2 separate regions of the Triticum aestivum genome follow, and region 2 is linked to region 1. The links are chromatin contacts, called in public Hi-C maps. All regions are on one chromosome and are shown on one strand. Each heading gives the region's core, a stretch centred on a gene start, on an enhancer-like site or on the middle of the called end of the contact. The rest is flanking DNA. Distances are from core to core; before and after follow the strand shown.

The links. Hi-C and Micro-C count contacts between places; a contact is called where the count stands out from the background.
Region 2: a Hi-C map of leaf shows a contact between it and region 1, with 5 times the contacts expected there. The contact joins the promoter of LOC123189292 here to the promoter of LOC123189291 in region 1. A contact is called at or near these places in 2 of 5 Hi-C or Micro-C datasets (both in leaf).

Annotation. Positions count from the first base shown.
Region 1 is chr2A:536,204,673-536,211,652 of IWGSC CS RefSeq v2.1, forward strand. It overlaps LOC123189291 (CLPTM1-like membrane protein cnrB), which reads right to left and starts at 3,416. Exons shown (of 12, transcript XM_044601679.1): 1 at 3,101-3,416; 2 at 1,655-1,801; 3 at 1,452-1,566; 4 at 1,279-1,370; 5 at 1,052-1,149; 6 at 159-196. The coding sequence starts at 3,310.
Region 2 is chr2A:536,357,477-536,364,346 of IWGSC CS RefSeq v2.1, forward strand. LOC123189292 (auxin response factor 9) reads right to left here and starts at 3,219. Exons shown (of 14, transcript XM_044601681.1): 1 at 2,796-3,219; 2 at 1,881-1,996; 3 at 1,681-1,776; 4 at 1,504-1,560; 5 at 1,055-1,207; 6 at 891-975; 7 at 572-662; 8 at 288-452. The coding sequence starts at 2,832.

The DNA.
Region 1 (6,980 bases), core at 2,166-4,665:
AGTTGGCTACGTGCAACGTCATCTTCAAGTCTAAAAAATTGATTCAAGTATAAGAATAACATAGCAGTATGTAACACGTGTGTGTTGGAAGAAAATTCATAGGAAAAAGAAGATAAAAAAGATAATATCACACTATAATTGTTACAGTTGAAGGATACATGGAGCAACATTTGGAGGAATGTTGTTTTGGGGATACCTGTGAAATAAAAATGGTCAAATATCAATTGAAAATTTCATACGACAGATGAACAACAACGAAGAACTAAAAGCCGTGAAACTAGAAAGAAACAATTGTGCAATTGTTACATGGTTAATATGAAGCTGAGATGAGAGAATCCACATATGTCAAAATTAACAAGAAGGATCTAAAATCATAAAAAAGGGCAGCCCAGTGCATGTAGCTCCCGCTTGCGCTAGGTCATGAGAAGGGTCTGACCACTTTGGGTCTATAGTACGCAGCCTTTCCCTACATTTCTGCAAGAGGCTGTTTCCAGGACTTAACCCGTGACCTCATGGTCACAAGGCGACAGCTTTACCGCTGCACCAAGGCTCTATCGGCAGTTTCAGAAGAATCTTAAAACACAAACGATCGCATGGTATAGCAGCGCCGGTTTGTGATTAACATCCACTGGAAAATAGTTTTCAGCATGCAGATTGCGAGTGTATGCCCTTACGGTTAAAAAAAAGTCTCCAAAGTCAAACTTCTTTATAATTGTCCAAGTCTATAGAAAAATGTGCTAATATGCACAACCACGACATCAATATATATAGTATGAAAATATGTTTTATGACGAATCTAATTAAACTAACTTTATGTTGTCGATGTTGACATATTTTTTCTATACATAGACTTGGTCAAACCTAAAGAAGTTTGACTTTGGACAAAGCTAAAACTTCAAATAATTTGGAACGGAGGGGGTACTTCATGATATTTAGAAAGGAAAGTAAAAGATATTAATCACGCCAATGCAATTAAAATTCAAAATGAATAAATAATAGTTCCAGGCATATACAAGTGGAAATGTGAAATATAGTTTTATCTTGTGCATACCGTGTGAAGTCATCAACAAGATTTATTGTCACATTTGGTTTCCAATAAGAAATATATTCAACTGGGCCCTCCTCTTTGTCTTCGGACTCTTTGTTCTCCTGCAGAAATCAAATGCGGTCTTCTGTTAATTGCTTTTTCATAGGAGATATTCTGTGTTTGCTGGAGATAATCTATACTAGAAATTTCTAGTGCATACTGTCCCAACAATAAAGAATCAAGTTAATGACCTTAGGGGGTAGCTTTTCCTCGGACTCATCCGAATCTCCAAGCAAGCTCTTCTTATGACCAGCTTTTGATTTCCGCAAGTATGCCACAATAGCTAAATAGGTATAATGCAGTGAGCATTTCATACAAACATGCAATCAATAAAAAGGACGGTTGAGATGAACAGGAAACTTACGATGTGTCCTTCCAAATGCAGATTTTTGCTCATATTCAGGATCGGTAGGGTCCACAGGGTAACCCGAACGGGAAAAATAAACATGAGCATACAAAGAGCCATTGTGCTTGAGAGCCTATGGCAAGATCCATTGACACAAAATTAGGCAATCCAACAAAATATAACCATAACATAATTGTAAATTGCAGCAAATATTATTCTACCTCCGTTGGATAGTATGTCAGTGTGTGTGTTCTGGTACTGGTAGGTGTCCAGACTGCATATGGTATGTTTGTTTCATGCCAGATGAGTGCATCCTCATTACCAAAGTCGCTAAATTTGTCATTCTCCGATAAATACATCCACATATCCTGCAGCAACATAATCATCATCAATTTGTGTTTCAGGAAAACGCAAAATGGGCAAGACTTCAAGACTAGTGCTTCATGCATGCACTGTGCTACCTCCAAACTGTCATAAAATTTGGGTGGCACTACCGAGGAATTTAATAAATCCAGTAACGTCCTTCTGCTTGATTGGTCCCATTAAAAATGCCAAACATGTAAATTTGGCAAGATAACAAATCAGGCCAAATTTACGGCGGGGGGGTTGACTTCAACTTATAATTTACTGAAAACAGGTACTACATAGCAACATTTGTAATATTCAATTATCTTAATATGTAGACCTGTATAAGACATTACCACATGCCACTGAATCGTCGATTTGACAAAAAAATGGATTTACACCTCCTCGATCAAATATTTGGAGCAATATGATACAACAAGTTACAAGGTCGGTGTGCACCGCATAAACACCAAAAAATAACTTCCCACCCAAAATAAAAAAAAGTGACAATCTACCAAATAAATTGTACAGTTGGCTTTATCTCGAGGAATACCTAGTTCAGACAACCTCACCAAAGTCTACATGAAAAACCCATAAAGAAACGTTATCCATGCATAGTGTGATGTTTTCAGCTTCATTACGGACACACGGTACATTGCATACTATGACATCCTAAGCTTCATCGTGGACAAACATTTCAAAGAACAACAGAAAAAGTGTTTAAACATCAATCATCTTCACAACTCACTCAACAGTGAACCAGCTACACCGCATAATCCAAAATTGTTGAGATCCTTGGTGTATCTTTTCTTTTTCCTTGCATACTCTACTAGTAGTTCCGAACAACTAAGAACGCCCTTGGCCTCCTGAGAGGAGATCATAAAACATCCAACTAACATGCATGCCTTTCTTTTCACAGTACATCAAACCGCAATGCTGTGGAGCACCACTATCTCCGTGATCTGCTTGTTTTAGAACAAACGTGGCCTACTTGTTCGACAGCCTCCAACAGGCACACAAACAACAGGTGTCTTCGCATAAAACCGACTAAATCAGCTCCCCCAATTATAATAATCAGCACAAATACACCCTCTGATATTATTAAGAAAAAGAAAAGTTCGAGATCACAGTAAAAAAACTGATGAGATCGCTGCACAATTTTCACCCCGGAGCAAGCAGAACCCAACAGCACTGCATGAGCGCGGAGCCCCCCGCCTTTACTGACCCCAATAATAAACCGCTCTAAAACCGCCATAGAAACCTAACAACACGCCTCCTCCACCCAAAATCGAAGTTTCTGGGGTGTGTGGGGGCGTTCTCACCATTGGCTCTCCCTTCTGAAAGAGGTTGGACATGAGCAAGCCCGGCTCCGTGGGGGCGCGCTTGGGGCCGAAGAACTTGGACGCGAAGTACCAGAACACGGCCATCCGCACGATGCCGGCGAGGCTCTGGCCCAGGCCGCCTCCCTGCCGCCCAGCCGGGGCCTGCCCCTGCGGCTGCGCCGCGACGGCGGCGGCAGCCGGCTGCGACATGGCCGCCGGCGAGTTAGATCGGGGCGAGGAGGGGGGGAGGGAGCCGCCGAGATGCGATGGGAACAAGAGTTCTTTTTGGAGGAGCTCTGTGTGATTGATTCTCCGGGGATTTAAGCGGGGGGTGTGGTTTTACGATAAATTTATAGGTTTCTTTTGCAGATACGTAGGTGGGTTGTTGAAAAATTAAGCCTGGAGTCCCTGCTCGTGCGGACGCCGGACTGCTTCGGTTTCGCTACTTTCAGAGACGTAATTTCTGAGAACTTTAGGGGTGCTGGCAGTGAAAAGGTAGATGATGCTGGGATTTGCGCAACGAGGCTAGTTGCCGTCTTTAAAGGAAGCAAATTGTTAGGCGCACCCGAGTCAAGGAATCAGCAAGGTTTTTTTTCTGTTTTGATGATTGATGAAGTGCGTCTAGATATATCCGTTTGAACGTTAACGAGAGAGTATAACTTAGACACGACGCACACGCACGCACTCACTGCATGAACAAAAGAGACTCAAGATTGCTGGATTCACCGCAGGTACATCGCTATCGACGTGAATGTCGTCTCCACCATTAATTTGCATTAACGGGATATGCATGATTGAACCTGAAGCTTAATCTAGTTTTGTCCTCCAACAATTTCACAAGAATCACACATTTTAGATGACCGGAGATTATGTGCAGATTGTCATGTCTTTTACTAAAATTAACAAAATAAGCTTATACATAGTCGCGCTTTTATGATTGCAAATACAAAAGATCATGGCTTCTACGTGGATGGCACTCATTCTCGTTGTATTCTACTATTCAACTCAAGGTAGGTCAAAAGGCCCAAATTTCTGTAAAGCCGCAATAAAAGAGCGCATCTGTTATATTCTTGCTCATTATCGTCTTTAGATCTTAAAAAAAATCCCACTAAAAGTGTAATCCGCCACATAAAACAAGACAATGATACGAAAGAAAAGTTATCCCAACCCTGACCACTGATGTCGCGGCTCAATCCCGCCACTGCCTCTGCTTTCTCCTCTAATCCAGTTGATCCCTATGTCGCTCGGAAGGGGTACCCGAGAGGCGATCCATATCTAACCATCATTGCTCTCACACGATTCGTATGTTGTCACTGTCATCGGTGCTGCTACAATGGCGACGGGCCGTCAATCTCGACGGTGCGGCTCCCTCCCAACGATGTTCTGCCTTCCGATGATGTCCCGATGGTGCAGCGAGAGATTGATAGAGGAGACGATGAGCCGAGATGGAGGCTCCAGTGACTTCCGATGTCGTGGTGGTTGGCGGTGGATGGGCCCGGCCCGGTTGCAGCCGAATTATCAAGCAAAGATAAAGTCACTCCTTGGATGGGTTTGAGAGAAGGTCCTCGGGTAAGCTTCGATGTGGTGTCGATGGATGTAGGCGTAGACTATGCTTGGTTTTATTATCTAACCAACCAATGGTGTTTCTTCTTTTTCTTACCGTCGATCGTGGGTAATCAACAAGATGGTGGCCTCTCATGGTGGTGTGCCAACCCAAGCGGTGGAGGCGGCTTCCTTGACACTTATGATGATTTCTCCTTCAGCGCGAGCAGGGCATGGACTTGTTCAACGTGGGAGGTTGGCTCGTGATGCACTATGGGAGCAAGTGTGCGCCGGCAACAAAATTGGATGGCAACTTGTGGTAACCATTTCAACTAGATCAAGCAACGCCAGTGCATCTTTGTATCCTTGCTGAAGGTGTTGGTTCGGATTTCTACTTCAAGGGTGATAGCCCCATATTTAACCTTTTGGTTACACCGGGCAACATGTTGTACGATTGACTGTTTTCTTTTTCAAGATCTTGTCTTTGAGTACCACGTACTTTGTTAGGTTCTAGTAGTGTTTTTATCCTTTTTGCGAACATGTATGTGGAGATGTGAGTTGTTTGTGGTAATGTTTGAACATGTGAGCTATTGTTAGACTATACGTTCATCTTGCCGCTAAACATTATTATAATAAATGATGTGGTTGTATGCATCCAAGAAAAAATGATGAGAATTTTTTCTAAGGACAAAGTCAATAAAAAACGTGACTATGCACAAGTGTGCATACTATATATTAAAGGAGAGGATGGGGGTAAAAAGCCCCTCCGCGTTGGTGACTACAAATACAATCCCAACTCCACGCGGAAACTAAGCTCTAACACTCATGTGTGCCCACATTGCGAGAGCCCCAAGAAAGGCTTTGACCTCTCCCTTTAGAGTGCCCGCTCGGTTCCACATTCCAACCACAAGGTTAATCGTATTGAGCCACAACTGCTCAGAAACGATAATACCAGGTACTTTTTGGGGGGGAAGGTCATCATGACTAGATTTATTAATATCAAACAATGCTTACATTATCCGCTAAAAGTTTAGAAATAACAGCAGGAGGTGAGTCCAACCACAAGTTTGGTGGACCAACACGACCATTTCACGCTAGCACTTGAGCTACCATATTAGAATCACGATTACAATGCTCTAAAACGACCTTCCCGAAACCAACTAAAAGTAACCGACATTCCTCGAGAATTGGGCCTGTAACCATCGAGTGCCCCATGGGTTGTTGCACAACTTCTATTAGAACCATGCAGTCTGATTGCACTGGATTGAATTACAGCCAATTGTATTTGCAAGCTTCGGGCCCTTCACCAGAGCTACAGCCTCAGCCAAACAAACATCGGCTACGTGATCAAGGTCAGCCGTCGCTACTGCAATGAACATGCTAGTACTATCTCGCAAAATTGCTCCACTGGCCCCCATGTTTTCTTCCTCTGAAAATGACGCATCCATATTTAAAACAACTTGGTTTTGTAGTGGCTTCTTCCAACAATTCAAGGCGTTGTTCAAGGCGAAACCAAAATGGCTCTGTGTTTTGGAATGAGATCCAAGCGGTGAGACCGGCCTTTACAGTTGGGGCTCAGTTTAACGTTAACAATGGCATGGCCACAAGGTTCTGGCTCGACTGCTGATGGGGCCAGACTCCGCTGTGGCAATCTCACCCGGCGCTATATCAACTCGCCACGGACACCAATATTATGGTGGGCGGCGCCCTGAGGGTCCATCCCCGGCGATATTGTTCATATGCACGCTCGACCCAGCTGAGGCAGCTAGCTGGGCCGAGCTGGTGGATGCCCTCGAAGGGCAAAATCTCAGCCAGGGGGTTGATGTGGTTTCGTGGAGGCTTGCCGCCTCCCAAAAGTTTTCAGTTAAATCCCTTTATGACAAGTTGACCGAGGCGACACGCTAGACATGGCTAAGGGCTATGGAGGCCGGTCCCCCCTCAAGATCAAAAATTTTATGTGGCAAATGTGTTGGGGAACGCAGTAATTTCAAAATTTTCCTACGCACACGCAAGATCTATCTAGGTGATGCATAGCAACGAGAGGTGAGAGTGTTGTCCACGTACCCTCGTAGACCGTGAGCGGAAACGTTATGACAACGCGGTTGATGTAGTCGTATGTCTTCACGATCCGACCGATCCTAGCACCGAAGGTACGGAACCTCCGCGATCTGCACACGTTCAGCTCGGTGACGTCCCACGAACTACAGATCCAGCTGAGTGTCAAGGGAGAGCTTCGTCAGCACGATGGCGTGATGACGGTGATGATGAAGTTACCGACGCAGGGCTTCGCCTAAGCACTACAACGATATGACCGAGGTGGAAATCTATGGAGGGGGTG
Region 2 (6,870 bases), core at 1,969-4,468, 150 kb after region 1:
TGTTAATACTCATTACGACAACCATGATGCCATCCCAGTTAAGCAAAAAGAAACATTAGTTGGGTGAATTCTCGGACATAAATGCATAACAGGTATAATAGACCAAATGAGCAAGAGTTGTATCTCACACCTAAGCAGAATGTACAACATACATAAGGAATTGCCATAGCAATCAAGTAAAAACTGCGAAAAAATCTTTATTATCTTGCATTACTGCTTGGTTGCCAGAAATAACCATTACCATGCAGCAACGGGCATAACAAAGACGAAAACTGGTTGAACCTTACCTGGGTTTATAGAAAACAGAAAAGAGGGTCCCAGTGGAGATTGCATGGGAGGCTGTTGCAAGGACTCCAAGATGCATGCTGTGGCTTGATATCACAGATGATGGCATGTTATTTACTTGCCTCATATGCCTCCTTACTCCAACCCGCAACTCACCATTTTCACCTCTGCAAATGATACAAATATTACTTATTACTATTCACCAGAATTAAGCCGAGACAGGAGAGAGGTGAAAATGCATAAAAACTGCCTCCACGTGACAGGATTACAGTATTGTGTTGTGTACCTCAGAAAGATAAATGCATCACCAGCAACCAATCTTTTTGAGCTAACAAAGACACTCCAGCCAGTTGTAAGTAGATGTCGCCTAGGCTGTCCTGAAACACAAAACGCCGTAAGGTATGAGATAGAACCAGACAGAGGGAGAGAGAGTTCACACATAGTCATGAAGTAATGAATCAGTATATGCTGCATGTTTCTGCAGTAGTAAGAGTTCAGCATTCAATTGTGACATGAAGTGCTACACCGAAACAATTAAACAATAAGAACACAGCGACGAGAAGCTTAAAGGGGCTTCAAGCTGAATGCTCAAATTGTAAACTCACCCCGAAATATGTGACGAAAATGCCAGTCAGTTCCATGGAGATCTTTGGCTACCAGTTCTTGACATGGTGGATTCTGAGACATGTCCTGTGAAGCAACCCTACCATTCAATAAGCCAGAAATAGTGTAGACATCAACTGGAGTAAAAAATGCTTTCAATGCTAACCAGCGGAGGAAGACACTCTTCAGCATGCCTCCTAAGAACAGAGAAACCACCATGGGTACTCGTATCCGAAGCTGTCAGTGTCTTGCAAAAGGAATGTATGGTGCCTTTTTCGAGTTCTTTTGGCTCAGGACCCAAGCTTGTGAGCTCACCTTGCTAATAAAGGGGGTTCAAACAGGGAAATTAATGAATGTACATGTAAACAGGGACATGAAACTGAACTAACAAAGTACTGTAGACTGTAACATGAAAAGGGCATAAGATTGTACTCCCTCCGTTCCGAATTACTTGTCTTGGATTTGTCTAGATACGAATGTATCTAGACTCATTTTAATGCTAGATACCTCCGTATCTAGACAAATCCAAGACAAGTAATTCGGAACGGAGGGAGTACATTGGAAAGTAAAATGAGCCATTTGCATGTTAGCAATGGTTAAAACAGGAAGACTCACATTAGCCTCTGGTTGCAGCATAATTTGAGCGTAAACTTCATCTGAATCAGCTTCCGTCTGCATTACAGAGTTCAGCCGGTTAGCAAAGGATAACATTTCTAGCTGCATAGCTAGACCAACCATTTCCCAGACACTCCAAGCAAAGAGGTTGCAGCAGGCAGGTAAAAAGACACTGACCCGGAGCTCTACGTTGACCACGCTGCATAGGATTTTGGATGGTAGGTTGAACATCGGCAGGTACTGGTCAAGCTGCTGGTTTGTAGATGCCTCAAGCTATACAGTAAATCATGATCAGTTTGAGAAAAATATTATATCTAGCAAGAAGAATTGATCAAATGAGACAGGCAGGCAGAGAAGATATATAAACCGGTGAGTACCTGTTCCATATGACCCTGGGGAAAGTAATAGACTCGTTCGCCTTGTCTGGGTACTGTGATCAACGGACCGGCACAAGCATGCCATAGCTCCCGGAACAGTGCGTCGCTACAGATTCCTACATGGAAGCAATTGATTTACAATATTAATTAGGTGATCAGACGCTTTAGAACAGGAACAGCAGAGGCCAAGGATACATGGGAGTACGACACTATTTGCTTTCTAAATTTCCGATTGTTGCTCATTTATCATGAAATTTAATCATGATTAGAAAAGTTCAAGCACAAAACTCTACCCAACTGAAAGTGTCCGTTACTCCTATTTATCATTAGCGCATCAATAAAATACTGCCATGTGCTAAATTTGCCACCATACGGATTCAACACAGATCAAGCATATTAACAAAAATAGAAAATACTAAGTCACACGAATATCCATACCTTTTCAATTGACTGGATCACGCTTCGGAATCGGAAGAAAAAAAAGGAAGTGAATCACAATTCACATCACTCCATAAAGTGAATCGCAATTCACATCACAGGCATCGGTACGAGAGAGCAACCCATCACTCCATAAGGTGCGGTACTAAATACTATTACTAGAGAAAATTGGGCAAACATGGTGATTACTTTGAATAGAGGGCGATTTACTCGGATCAATAAGAGCGATTGCAACCCAAATACTGGAAACAAAATGGACAGGCTGGCATCGACTCAAGTTAGATGAAGTTTCGCTAATTTTTCTGCACAAGCAGTCAACTAGCCGAGTCCACTTACTTAATCAACTACCGACTCAGTTTAGGCGAAGCCTAGCTTACCATGAGAGAGAAACCGGACCAACTTTTAACCAAAGCAGTTCCCCGAAAGGCAAAAATCGCGTAAACGGAAACTGCGACAACAGAGGGCTGCAAATCGAACCTGGGGCACCGGCCGCGGAGGGATTCGCCATCGCCATCGCGGCAGCCACGCTTGCCGAGCCAAACGGCAAGAGAATTCTCTGTGAGCGACGAAACCAGGAGCTCCTCGCGATGTGCTAGCGTCGACGCCGCGGCCGGCCCCGCTCCATGGATCTGCCTCACAGGCCCTGGTTGCTTGCGGCCGGGCCTCGAGGAATTCCCGCGAATTGGGCGGGCGGCCGTGGACGGGGGACGGAGCGGTCGGATCCGGGTCACGTGGGAGGCTGCTCTCGGGGAAGGGGATCGGGGCTGCGGGGGAGGGGAGCCGGGGAGGAGGAGGTGGCGTGTAGCGTGTGCGGTGAGGAGGAGGGGGGAGGAGGAGGCGGGTGAGGTGTGTGTTGGCTTGGGATTTGGATGCTCGTGACTGAGTCGACTGGTCTGCTGGGCTGGGTTTTGACAGCGAGCGGCGGTCGCGGTCGCGGTCGAAGGAGGAGGGAGGGGAGGGGAGGGGGGAGCTGCACGAGGCCGAGGAGGCAGAGTGGGCGGGGAGACAGCCGGATCGGATGGATCACGGGCGGTGGATGGGCGCGCCGCGCGGTACGGGTGTGGGTGGGTCGGCAGTGGGTGGGTCGGGGCGGATAGGATTTGCATCGCATTTGGGTGCCCGTGCTTTAGTTTCACCCTGTTTTGCCCGTGTTTTCCTGTGTATGTATGGTCTTGGATCCATCTTGACGGCGACGGGTCGGTGGCTGGCGCTGCTGCTGCTTCGGAACAGGGCTGTTTGTTGGAGTAGCCGGCTCGCACGGCTTTCCCGTTACGGTACGGTACCCACACCGCACGAGGAACACGCCCGCCCTGTTGGAGGAGGCATGGCGCGGATCCGACCCACAGTGGCAGCAGATCCATAGGGCCCACCCGCCATTCATAGTAAAACAGTCGAGATCTCTGGCGCGCGCGTACGCTGCTCCGCCCCGGCCGCGCGAATCTTTCGTGATGGGTGCAGCGTACTCCGCCGCGCCGAGTCGTCACGCTCGCTCGCTCGCTGCCGCCCGCACGGCCCGGCCCGGCCCGGGGATCCTCTGCTCTACGGACGCGGGCCCATCCCTGCTCCACGCCGACACTTTCCTCTCCAGCAGCACCTTTTTTTTTGTTGGCTCGCCTGGCCGGCTAGCATAGCCGGCCGGCGGTGCAACCACCGACGTGAGATCTCTCTCCGGCGTAGTAGAGTAGCTGCTGCCTATAGCCCAATAGCATGTCCCTCACCGACCCGGCATGCAACCGCACCCACCACGGAGCCAGTCATGTCGCGGCAACTAAAGCAGAGAGAGGCCGAGGCGACCACCTTACGTACGCTTCCTTCTTTTCTGTACCTGTACGACGTAGCCCCAAGCAAGCTGTCACAGCAACGGGCGCGCGCGCGTGCGTGCTTGCTGTACAGCCACGGCCAGCTAGCCAGCCATGTGATGGATGGCGCATGTGACGCCAGCGAGCGGCTGCAGTTGCGAAGTCCAGCAACGCGGCTGGACCAGTGCGGTGCACTGCTCGCTCGACTCCATCCATCCATCCATCCACGGGAGTAGCACATCCGTTGACACGTGGACACCATCAGTGGATAATTCAAGAGAAATGAATGGATGTTTTCATGTGATTTAATTCCATTTCACACTGCTACTGATACAGGTACTGGTACTAGTGTGGTCTGGTGTGCTGCCAAATTCAGTGCAGCACAGTGCCAAGTTGGGTGGCGTGGACTGCTGCAAGCAGCTTCCCTTCCCTATGTTGGAAAATGAGGCCCCAGCTACTCTAGGTGGAAATATCCAGAGGGGGGGGGGGGGGGGGGACGTGATGTTTCCCGGCAGCAAAATGGAGGAGAAGATGCATGTGGAAAAACAAGCGACAATGGCCCTATTTGGTTCAGTTGTGGATTTCTAAAAGTAGCTGTGAAAAATCTGCTGTGGAAAAACAGCTGTGAAAAATCTGATGTGAAAAAGATGTAGGCCATTTGGCAAACCAGCTGATATAGCTTTTTCAGATTTTGGCCCGCAGCGGAATCAGATTTTGGAAAGCACGTTCTGGGCTGCTTCTGCTTTTGGTTCAGATTTTGGCAGCGGATTTCTGGAATCGGATTCTGCTGGGTTCGCCCTTTGGTTCAGATTTTGCTGCGCGGTAGCGGAATCTGTCGATAAAAGCTGAACCAAACAGGGTCAAAAAGACGCTAGCAAGGGAAGAAGAGAGGACGACGGAGGCAAGGGTAGTGGGCGCGTCGCTGTCCGTCGAATCCCACGCACGGTCTGTCTCTCGGTGTTTTGTGTACGTCTCGTCCCGTCGATTCTCATTCATCGATCGGGGTTTTGAATGAAAAATCAAAAGCGAGAGCGACCTTTGGTTTGGTAGCTGCCCCCCTGCCGGACCATACATGGCAATGGCAATGGCAGTGGCAATGGCATAGGGGCCTAGTTCCCGAAAACTCCGAATACATTCTTTTCTAGGAGTAGCTTAGTGAGTCCATTTGACCGCTCGCCGGGCTATTTAAGACGGCATGATGTGACTTATGAGCCGATCGGCCACGTTGATCGCGTGAGCGGACAGACCGACGATGCCACGAATAAACACAACGCATGTTTCTTTGGACAAACATCGATATGAACAATGATGATCTTGGTTGAGTGTAACACATGTTTCTTTGGACAAACGTCGATATGAACAATGATGATCTTGGTTGAGTGTAACTTTTTGGAGTTTCATAGGGTTTTTGAATCCTTGGAATTTATTATTTGGTGTCCGTTTGATTCATAGGATTGAAATCCTCATGGAATTTTCCTTCCATTCATTTGCACTTCATTCGAAGCCTCAAAGGGAAAATTATTCATCCACTACAAAACTATCGGTAGAATTTCTTTGTTTTTTCTGTGTTGTCAAACACTACATATTCGGAATTCATATAGAGTAGTTTTTAATTATATGGATGTTCAAGAGCACATGTCACTCTAATTGTTTTTTCCTCCTAGGCGTGAATCTTTGAACTTTCGACGGCGATCGGAAGTGGATGCATAGCCCACTGATTCTCTTTTTGAGAGGAACAATGTCAGTCAAACATGAATTCTTACGCGGAGGCGGCTTTAGGGATGAAAATATCAACAACAAGCAGATCTCAAAAGACGTATTTGTTGGAGATAGCCCACTTAGTGAACACTATCTATAATGCCTATAGAAAACATGATGCTGATGTTAGTTTTCGAACAGTGCTTATTTGTGACAAAATGGACGACATGGCTCACTCGGTTAACTGGGTAATGTTTGTCACTTGTATTTAAAAATTGTGTTTTCCAACTTTCCTCTACGTTGTAAGGTATTTTAAGTCAAATCTATGCCTGGCGATACGGTAAACAGTAATCATCATGACAAGTAGGGGGATGGTTCGGCTGGTGGGCAAAATTCGAGTGGTGGCACTGACCCCCGTTTTACTCAATCCGAATGGGATGGAATGGAGCCTGAGGAACAAGAGTTGTTTAAGGCCAATGCCCCGGTTGCTAATGCTTAGAAGGATGATTTGGCCTCTTGTGTGAATGCTACTAGCAAAGGCACGCCCTTCTCTGGTGTCTGCTCCAATTTGTCTGCTCGTCCGCAATCCCCTTGCTTCTTTGGGATCAAAGATCTTCCTGCTTCCCCCCCCCCCCCCCCCTCTATCCACTGGGCCTCCGTCTAAGAAGAAGAAGAAGTCCTCGGTCCGGAAGTTTTTTGCTAAGAGTAGGGTTTCATCTGGCTTCGAGCAATCTATGGCGGGTCTAGCTCGTCGTCTAGATAAGGACATGGGTTCTACTTCGGGATCTGGTCTGGGTCCGGCGTCGCCTGTGTGTTCTCCGTTGCTGCGCTCGCCTGCGCCCACGGAGCGCAAGGGCCGGTGCGTGCGTGACTCTGGCGAGTCTGTGGCGGTGAGGGCTGAGAGGCGCGCTGCGGCCAGGGATCTTCCTTCTTCAGGTACGCCTGTCCATACCCCTCTCCCTGCCTCCCCTATTCGTCTCGTTTTACCTGCTCTTTCGGATGGTCATTTGCTACATATTATGTCGGATGTTGGTATGTCTGTTGACCCGGGGATG